Linked DNA regions of Mus musculus: all the other regions are linked to region 1. The links are chromatin contacts, called in public Hi-C and HiChIP or PLAC-seq maps. All regions are on one chromosome and are shown on one strand. Each heading gives the region's core, a stretch centred on a gene start, on an enhancer-like site or on the middle of the called end of the contact. The rest is flanking DNA. Distances are from core to core; before and after follow the strand shown.

Evidence for each region. Hi-C and Micro-C count contacts between places; a contact is called where the count stands out from the background. HiChIP or PLAC-seq counts read pairs in DNA pulled down with a chosen protein or histone mark.
Region 2: a contact with region 1 is called in an H3K27ac HiChIP or PLAC-seq map of embryonic stem cells, with 2.3 times the contacts expected there. The contact joins the enhancer-like site here to the promoter of Sec14l1 in region 1. A contact is called at or near these places in 1 of 39 promoter capture datasets (embryonic stem cells), 2 of 484 Hi-C or Micro-C datasets (the G1E-ER4 cell line and Sertoli cells), 12 of 115 datasets of contacts at active chromatin or transcription factors (the SCID.adh cell line, VIP interneurons, bone marrow-derived macrophages and 6 more) and 1 of 9 other capture datasets (adipose tissue).
Region 3: a contact with region 1 is called in a Hi-C map of regulatory T cells, with 2.6 times the contacts expected there. The contact joins the enhancer-like site here to the promoter of Sec14l1 in region 1. A contact is called at or near these places in 2 of 484 Hi-C or Micro-C datasets (embryonic stem cells and regulatory T cells) and 4 of 115 datasets of contacts at active chromatin or transcription factors (embryonic stem cells, memory CD8 T cells and pancreatic cancer cells).

Annotation. Positions count from the first base shown.
Region 1 is chr11:117,113,475-117,116,669 of GRCm38.p6, forward strand. Sec14l1 (SEC14-like lipid binding 1) reads left to right here and starts at 1,694. Exons shown (of 16, transcript NM_001166506.2): 1 at 1,694-1,877.
Region 2 is chr11:117,339,790-117,342,984 of GRCm38.p6, forward strand. All of the region lies in intron 2 of Septin9 (septin 9), which reads left to right. Among named protein-coding and RNA genes, the nearest start is that of Gm51932, 5.8 kb to the left of the region's middle. Within about 2 kb of position 1,647, at least 34 of the 459 cell types and tissues checked have an H3K27ac peak or open chromatin away from gene starts, as enhancers often do. A contact at or near this core is called in embryonic stem cells, where this site is marked.
Region 3 is chr11:117,298,275-117,301,469 of GRCm38.p6, forward strand. All of the region lies in intron 2 of Septin9 (septin 9), which reads left to right. Among named protein-coding and RNA genes, the nearest start is that of Gm34065, 27 kb to the right of the region's middle. Within about 2 kb of position 1,672, at least 11 of the 459 cell types and tissues checked have an H3K27ac peak or open chromatin away from gene starts, as enhancers often do. A contact at or near this core is called in regulatory T cells, where this site is marked.

The DNA.
Region 1 (3,195 bases), core at 444-2,943:
TTCAATTCTTTTCCTTCTTTCTATGTTTGTGGATGTTTTTGCCTGCCTGTATGCTTGTGCACCACTGGCATGCAGTGCCAGAGGAGGCCAGAAGAGGGCGTCAGATCTCCTGGGACTGGAGTTACAGCCAGTTGTGAGCTGCCAAGTAGGTACCGGGAATCGAATCCTGGTCCCCTGGGAGAGCAGCCACTGCAGTTGAGAGCACAGTTGTCTAAGTGAATTTCCCAACTCCTCTTAAGGTATCAGTTAGACTTCCCCTCATCTTTCTTTAGAAATCATTTGATAAAGACTATATCTGTTTTGTACCCCCGAGGTCTGTGCTTTCCAGGCTGTGAATTGGCCCCATCTTCCAGTCTCTATTTCCTGTACATTTGTGGTTCATCTATAGGTTTGTCAGAATGGTGTGTTCTGGATAAGATCATCTCAATGGGTGCTGCCATTCACTCCTACCAGGAGCTCATGTTTGTCTTTCTTTCTTTCTTTCTTTCTTTCTTTCTTTCTTTCTTCCTTTCTCTCTCTCTCTCTCTCTCTCTCTCTCTCTCTCTCTCTCTCTCTCCCTTTCTTTCTGATACAGGGTTTCTCCGCGTAGCCCCTGGCTGTCCTGGAACTCACTCTGTAGACCAGCCTGGCCTCGAACTCAGAAATCTGCCTGCCTCAGCCTCCCAAGTGCTGGGATTAAAGGCACCACTGCCCAGCTCCCACAGCATCTTTTAAAGGTGAATGTGATCCCTACACGTGGACATAAGTCATCAGCAGCCTGAGTAGCGCGGGTAGCAGTGCTGGAAAATGACGGTTTGAGTTGGAAATAAAGTGTGATCGAGCAATGAATGATATGTTTGTGTGGTGGGTAAACAGGTCCTGAAGGAAATTCCCAAACTCTTGTGTGCAAGTACAGCCATCCGGGGTGACTAATGTGAACGGAACAACAGTGACACTGATGGAGAAATTGTGTGTTGCTTCTAAAACTAGCTTTTCTGTGTGGGTGGATGCGCCAGGTGTCCGCTTATTGTCACCCGCCCGTCTTCAGGACCCCTAAATGTCTCCGTGTGTGGCTCTTAAATTTTAAAGTTGGAGACGCTGAAACGCAAGGCACACCTAGCACCCCACTTGAGGTCCCTCCCCTTAGAGCCATCCCACAGCCAGACATTCCCCAACCATCTGGACGTGTTGACAAGGGTGCTTGGGTTACACCCATCTCCTCCCCACCCTGTTCGCTCCATCACCATTACTAGGCCAGAATGCAATCAGACACTATAGCAGTGCAGGAAAAAAAAGAGGAAGCCCACGAGGAAGCACAGACGGCGCAAGCGCGCAGCATTCAAGCTGGAGGGCCGGCTTAGCTGACATTCCGTAGAGGTCCCAGTTCCCGCTCCGGCTGGAGTGCGCATTTGAATCTTTTCTGGGGTCTGTGGCTGCTAACTGCGAAGCCTCGCCCGCCGCCACGGCCCTTCCCCCTTCCCACTGACGCCAAGAGAAGGAGCCTCTGGGGCTCGCTCCGAGTCCTGGCAGACCAAGTCCTGAGCCCCTCCTACGCACGCGCAGATCTGTAACTCGCGCCGGCGCAGTACGGCCCTTAGCCAGCCCGGCGGCCGCCCCTCCCCCTCCCTAGCAACCGCCTCCTGCTCCTTCCCCCGCCCCCTCGGCCTGGTGTGCGCACGCGCGCCTCTTCCGGGCTGGCCCCTCCCTCCCCGTCACCCGTAACAACCACTCGAGCCCTCGCCGCGCCCCTCGGCCCTCCCGCCCCGGCCCCTGTCCCCGGAACCGGCGGTCGAGCGGCGGCAGCCGAGCCTGTGGCACGGCTCTCTCTTCGGGGAGCCGCCGGCATGAACGCATCCCGCCACCGCGCCGCGTCCCCGACCCGGTCCTTCTGACAAGAGGTAAGCTCGCGTCGTCGTGGAGGGTAGGAGCGCGCCCGGGTGTCAGTCCCTGGCAGGGTCCCTCTGCTGCGACGGCCCGGGGCGCTCGCCATCTCGGAGACTGCGGAGCCAGCCGGGTCCCTCCGCCGCCGCCGCCCCCTCCGTCCAGCCCCGGCCTGCAGGGAGGCGCTCCCCCGGGGCCGACCCTGGGCTGATTTTCAAATACCAATTATCATGCAACAGAGGCAGCCCCGGCCTCCTGTGCCATTTGGCGGTGGTCACTCCGGATGCCCGCGCAGGGCGTGGATCTGGACCAGACCTCCCCAAGCCAAGATCTGGCCCAAGTTCAGGGAGCTGGCGAGCAAGCTGGTCCTTCAGTGTAGTCACTTGGTTAAGAGTTTCTTAATAAAGGCATCACGCAGTGCTTGCATCTTCTCTCCTACCCGTCAGCACCCGGTAATCATCCTCCTTTTATTTGAGAGATACCCGAAAACTAATTTTCTCAATTAAAAAAATATAAACGATTCTTAGTCTCCCCTCCGCGCACCGGCGTTGTAAGGTTTACGAGAGTGAATGGAACGCGGTCTCTGCGCTCCAGGACGCGTCAGCGCCTGAATCGAGATTAATGAAGGCTTGAGTTTGGAGAACCGAGGAGTCTGGTTTGAGAGCTGGGAGTGTAAGATCGTCTCACACAGATGGAATCAGGAAAGGCGAACGGCATGCTTGAGGTCACCCAGAGTTATTAGCCATTGTAGTTTTCCAACTGTTGGAAGGTGGTTTTCCAACGTAACCTGCTCCTTCCGAGTGCTATGCCAAGCAAACATACCAGAGAAAGTTCCAGACCTGTTTAAAGCAATGTAAACATTGTAGAAGTGCAGCTCTAGATAGCAATCCTCTGAAGTCTATCAGCGTAGGGGTTTTTTGTTTGCTTTTTTAAACACCTGTAATTTGGGATACCGAGATACTGGGTTTTGAACTTTTGAATGTCTTTTGACTGTATCTAGGTAAAATAACATCCTTATTGATTGAGCCCCAGTGGGACTACTGGGCTCACTGGACTTTCTTTCCTTTTTATATTTCTGTTTGTTTTTCTCCTCCTTTAAGTAGGTGAGCAAAAGGTTCTAGATGACTCTGAACACACAAGGGTGTTTGCCCAGAAAGCCGCCCTTGCCAGCACCCGAGTGATTCTGTATGCAAAGCAAGGTTCCTTGACCTCAGACTTGAGCATGTAATTGATTGCCTTGCGGTTCTCGGGTTCTCGGCTTCAGGAGGCTGGAGGGTTTTGGAACCCCTTAGCTGGAGCTGGGCAGCCTCCCTGCTGTTTGTAGACAGTCTCTGA
Region 2 (3,195 bases), core at 397-2,896, 230 kb after region 1:
GCAATGCCTGGGGCCCTAAGATTTCAACAGTACTTGAGCCAAGGTAGCTCTGGTTTGAGGCAGGAGGGAGGGACCGCTCAGGATTTGGCAGTGTGGACGTGTTCAGGGGACAGGGGAGAACTTGGGAAGTGTGGGTCCCTGGATCATGGAGATGTTACAAGTAAGGAAGGGTCAGGGGTGTCCCCCACACCCATGTGCCGCCCTCACACTACCCACCCTCAGACATTGCCTGCTTCCTGCTCGCCTGGCAACAGTCAGGCTGTTCCCAGGCCGACGCTTAGCTGTTCCTTTCCAGGTGTTGTGGCCACCTTCCCAGGCCCCTCCATGGTTAGCTGTGGACACTCACACACACACACACCGCCGTGTGCATCTCCTGTCCAGTCCTGAGGCTGCCCTGGGGGCCACAGCGACATCCTCCTTCCACTGACCCACAGATGCACTTCACAGTACCCTTGAAGCATCTGTCCACACATAGGATGTGCCATCGTGATTGTGACCCAGCCTTGGTCTGGGAGAACTGTGCAGCCCCCAGCCAGGCCCACCCACTGCCTTTTTTTTTTTCAAAAGGAGGGGCATAGATGACCTCACTGTGGGCTTCAGCATCTCCATCTGTCTAAGTCAGCAGAGATCTCTCTCGTCCTAGTTCACAGGAGCTGCCCCTGAGAGGCTTGGAGGTTTGGGAGTGGATAGTGCAGGAAGTTGCAGGTGCCCCCAGTGTGTCAGCCCCTTTGTCCATCCAGAGGTCTTCCTCCCTTTGGGGCTGTGTGGCCCTAACAGGTGGGCTTTACCCCAGTCCTGTGTGAAGGAGGTTGTGACTTCCTGGGAACGTTCAGCACCCAGGTTTGAGGGCCCAGCAGCCCCTGCATTTGGCTTGCTCAGATCTCGATACAGGTGGCCGCAGGACTGAGAATAGAGCAAAGAGGACTCTACACGTGAGGGGCACGGGAGGAAAACAGCAGGCACAGGATCTGCACCCAGGTCCTGGCCTCTGGCTTCGGGATTCCCTTGCCAGTCCAGGCCCGGGAAGGCACCAGAAAGCAGAAGCAGGAAGCTGCATGCTCTTGTCTTCCTTGCCGGTAATTGGTGGGCCTGAGGGACTATGAATTGGATTCCTGATACACAAACGGTCAGGAGAGTAGCCACAGGCTCACAATGAGGCTAGCCCCTTCCGGTCTCTTCCTCACACTGGAGGCACTTCTTGCCTCTTAATTCTTTAACGGACAACTAACCTGATCAAGATGCCTAAATGGGGTGCGGTGAGGTGGGGATAGACACCGTCCCCTGCAACCGCCAATCCTACAGGCCTAAGCCCGGAGAGACAAGCTTCCGAAGGGACGTGGAATGTATGCAGGCGAGCATGGTGCCCCCGGGGCCACAGTTTATGGAGAACATTTCTGGACTGTTCTGTTACCCCACCACCACCACACAAATTAAACCAAAAATTAAATGTTAGCCACCAATGCTTTAAGCAACTGCAGGAAATGTGGAGTCTTCTTCCCTGCACTGCCCCCATCCCTCTGTGACTGTATCCTAGCACTGTGTCTACTCTTTAGGGACAGCCGGCCAGCCAACTTGGAAGCCCTATTGGGCACAGCTTCCAGAAGTTTGCCAGCCCCCCCCCCCCTTTGTCCCCTTGTCCTTGGGAGAAATTACCATATGAATGTCGTTCCTTCCCAGCGCCTGGGTTGGAGAGGCCCTGGGAGAAGACTGGCTCCCAGGCTGCCGTTCCGGTGTTGGCTGAGGACCATCCACGGCATGCCAGTTTTCCTGGACATCGGTTGTCTACATCCCATAATAGATCTAGCTCAGTCCTGGGTTTGAGAAGAGGTGGAAGAAGAGGCTGCAGGTGTAGGGATCTCAGCTGGGAGGAGGCTGTGGGACCCCCAGCCACTTGGGACCCCGCCCTTGTACCTCCTCATTAACCTGTCCTGAGAAACGTGTTATTCTGGGCCTTCTTGCGATGTTGCTAATTACTGGAGGAATCCAGCGGGCGCGAGGGTATGGGGCAGTGCAGTTACTGTGAATGAATGGCTTGTGGACTGTAGAGAGTTTGGCCTGTCGATGTTCTAGCAGCTCTGATGGTCTGGCTTGAGTCAGGCCTCACTCAGGTCGGGAGTTTCCATTGAGTTCCTGGTTGCATCTCAGACACTAGGTTCACTTTGCAACCTGTGTGAGTCACGCTGGTGTTTGGGCCACCAAAACATGCTGTCTTGTATCCCCCCACCCACCCACTCTGGCTACAAAATATTGAAAGTATCTCAGGAGATGCCACCTGGCAGTGGAGTTTCTTCTAGACAGCATTTAGAGATGGTAGCAAGACCCAGTCCTTGACATGGGCCGTAATAAGCGGTCTGAATGGAACAGAAGTGACATCGCCAGTGGAGGCCCAGGTGAGGGCCCTGTCCTCCGTATCTATATCTGCCCCTCGCTCTGCTCTGTTTGCTCAGTCTGAGCCTGGCATTAGGACAAGATGGAAAAAAGATAGGACTGAAGCCCAGGCAAGGCCAGCCTGGCCCCTAGTTGCATTTGACGCCTGACCTCAGTGGACCCTGATCTGAGTATCCTGGGAAAGTCCTTCCTTCTGTCCCCTTCCTCAGCTCTACATGGCTTCTATAGGTGACAATATCCAGAAATTGTTAAAGTCACATTTGGGTGCCGGGACAGAGATTCATCATGCACACACACACACACACCCCGTACCGAAGAAAGGGAATCGGGGAGTACCTCCAGGCCCCCATTGAGTTATCCAGCCAGGTTCACAGTGACCTCAGATGTTAGAGGCCCTGCTGGCATGAAGAGTCACGGGGTGCACTTACTATAGCCTGTGCAACTTGCTAAAACAGGGAAGCCCACCAGCATAGATTAGCTGTCCTGGGAAGACCGAGGAGCAGGGCAGAGTACAGCAGCAGGGAAAGAATGTTCTAGACAGGCTGACTCTTTTTTTTTTTTTTTTTTTTTTTTTTTTTTTTTTTTTTTAGACAGGGTTTCTCTGTGTAGCCCTGGCTATCCTGGAACTCACTCTGTAGACCAGGCTGGCCTCGAACTCAGAAATCCGCCTGCCTCTGCCTCCCAAGTGCTGGGATTAAAGGCTTGTGCCACCACTGCCGGGCTAGACAGGCTGACTCTTAAGAGCCTTTTCTGAAGAGCTGAGAGGAGTTTGGAAGGCGTTCATATGTCGGAGAGTGAAGGGGTGGC
Region 3 (3,195 bases), core at 422-2,921, 180 kb after region 1:
ATGTGCATACACGAAAACTGAGCCCCACCCTTATTTTCGGGAGCTGTACCTTGCATGCAGACAAGAGGAAACGCTAGAAGTCTCAGGTCTCCTGGTGCAAGGGTGTCAGTGTGCCTGGCTCCCACCGGCTGGTGGACCTGCATAGATGCTGACTTGCTCCTGGGCACCTGCCTTCTCCCATTCACCTTTCTGCCATGTATTCCAAAAAGTCTTTTTTGCTCACTGCTAGATTATATATCCTAAGGATCCCAAGAAACCTACAAAGGAGGCTGCCTCCCTCCCCTGCTGTTCTCAGGGGGTATACCATGACGGCTGGACGTGTTGACGACGTTTGGAATTTTGTGTGTGCAGATTTGGGCAAAAAGTCTGTGTGTAGTGGACAGGGCTGTTGGCTCAGTGGCGGAGCACTAGATTGCATTTGAAGCCTTGGGTTGGATCCTTAACATGGCCAAGAGAAAAATAAAAGGGAAAACCCTCTGTTTTAGAGGCTTCTCGAGCATGCAGAGGAAGCGGAGGTAACTTTCTGTTGTTTCTGCTGAGAACGCCACATGCATTTGTGTCCAGCATCAAAGGGTCAGCAGGTTCTTGGCAGTGGTGGGATTTGAACCCAGTGCCTCATGTGTGCCAGGCTCACAGTTCTAACCCCAGCATTAGAGGCCGCCGAGCTCATTATGTAGTAGAAGATAGTACTGCTCCCATCCTCTGCTAGTCTCAGAGGTGTACACACCTCACCCAAGTTTTTAATTTTTACATCTTTCCTTTTGTTTTTTGTTTTTTGTTTTTTTCAAGACAGGGTTTCTCTGTGTAGCCCTGGCTGGCCTCGAACTCAGAAATCTGCCTGCCTCTGCCTCCCAAGTGCTGGGATTAAATGCATGCTCCACCACTGCCCCGCTAATTTTTACATTTTTATTTTATTATTTTTTGAGGCGGTTTCACTATGTAGACCTGGCTGAACTAGAACTCAAATCTGTAGACCAGGCTAGCCTCAAACTCCCAGAAATCTCTTCTTTGCCTCTTGAGCGCTGGAATTAAATGCATGTGTCACCACACCTAGCTAAATTTTATTTACTTATGGTTGTGTGTGTGTGTGTGTGTGTGTGTGTGTCTGTGTCTGTGTCTGTGTGTGTGTGTGTCTGTGTGTGTGGGTGTGGGGGGTATAGACATGTTTGTGCAAGTTTCCTCAGAGGCCAAAGCTGGATTCTGGAGCTGGGGTTATTTGTGAGCTCTTTATTTTATGTATATATGTATATGTATATTTAACTGTCTTCAGACATCAAAAGAGAGTGTCAGATCCCATTACAGATGGTTGTGAGCCACCTTGTGGTTGCTGGGATTTGAACTCAGGACCTCTGGAGCAGCCAGTGCTCTTAACCACTGAGCCATTTCTCCAGCCCCTCATCCAGTATTTTAAGATGTGAAAAGAACCTGGAATGGGGCCTAGACGTGCTCACCTGTCATCCTGAAACTCAGCAGGTTGGGGACTCAGGAGACCTGAGTTTAAGGCTAACCTGAGCTAATGTGAAGACCCTGTCATGAGAAGCTGTATGGACCATCTTACACTGTGTTTGGGCATGTGTGTGTGTGTGTGTGTGTGTGTGTGTGTGTGTGTGTGTGTGTGCTCTCTCGCTCGTGCAGGTGACTGCCATGTGCAACTTGGAAGGGCAAGTTTCTGCATCAGAGGAAGTGTGGGTTTAAAGTTTAACCAGTTCCACCCACATTAACCTCAAGCAGTTACAGCACTTACATTTTTATTTTTATTATTTAAAATTCTGTGTGTATGCATGCGTCTTTGTAGGGCGTGTGCAAGCGAGTGCAGGCGCCCTTGCTAGAGGTCTCTGAACCCCTGGAGCTGGACTTACAGGCAGTTGTGAGCCACCTGGCATGGGTGCTGGGAACATAGCTCAGATCCTCTGGGAGAGCAAGGCTTGCTCTTGACTCCCGAGCCATCTCTCCAGCCTTCGGTACATCATTAAAGCATTTTGAGGGATGGTGAATGGAAAAGCATGTGCTCTCCCCTCATAGTGAGGGGATGGGCGCTGCCCAATGGGTTTGAATTTATTTCTACAGCTTTGTATTGAGCAGATTCATATTCCTACATGAGACAGCTGACTTATCAAGGGGAAATTTTGCTGGCATCTCAGGAGGTTTCCACATCCAGTGGCCTCATGGCTAGGAGCTGGACCACATGCTGGGTGTGCATAGCCATAGCCAGAAAGTCTGCTGATGTAATGCGCCAGGAAGCTGGGACCCAGTGAAGTCCTCCAGTCTCTTTGGAGACCTGTGCCTGGGGTTTTGGGTCCCTTCCCCTCAGCACTCCCTAACAGTATCACCGTGGGGAGCAGATAGTTACAAGCTCCTGGGTCTCTGGGGGACATTTCACCCCAAAACTAAATCGATCTTAGTTACATGTTTTCACGGTGTAGACCAGGCGGGCCTCAAACTTACAGAGATCCTCGTGCCCCCACCTCCATCTCTGCCAGAATGGAAGGTGTGTGTTACCTGTGTGTTTTGTGTGTATGTTCTGTATGTTTGTTACAGCCCAAAGCCCATAGTCCTCTCTTAGCCGGACTGTCAACCCTTTTCTTACTGATTAAAAAAATAGTAATTTTAAAATTAATTATTCTTTTATTTTGTACCTTATGTGTATTTTCCTGTATGCAGATCTGTGCACCATGAGCATGCTTGCTGTACTTGTGCAGACCAGCAGGGGGCACTGTTTTCCCTGGAACCAGCGTTCCAGATCATTGTGAGCTGCCGTGTGGGTGCAGGGAACTGAACCTGGCTCCTCAGCAAGGGCAGCCGGGTTCTTAACCTCTGAGCCACCTCTCCAGCCCTATGGTTCCTTTTCTAAGAGGTTTTTGAGCTGATTGGTGGTGGTCAGACCTTGAGAGGTTCAAGCAGGGAGATTGCCAGTAGTTAGAGACCAACCTGGGCAATAGAGTGAATACTTAAGCTGGCCAGGGCTACCAAGTAAGACCCTCCCTTGGAGAGAGAGAGAGAGAGAGAGAGAGAGAGAGAGAGAGAGAGAGAGAGAGAGAGAGAGAGAGAAGGAGGAAGAGGAGGAGGAGGAGGAGGAGGAGAAGAGGAAGAGGATGGTGATGGTGACGGTGATGTGTGGTATGAGGTTTAAGCCCCCGCCCCCAGAGCTGTAGTGTGTTCTTCCAAGCAGAGAACCTGAAGGCTTGTGTTTGTCTG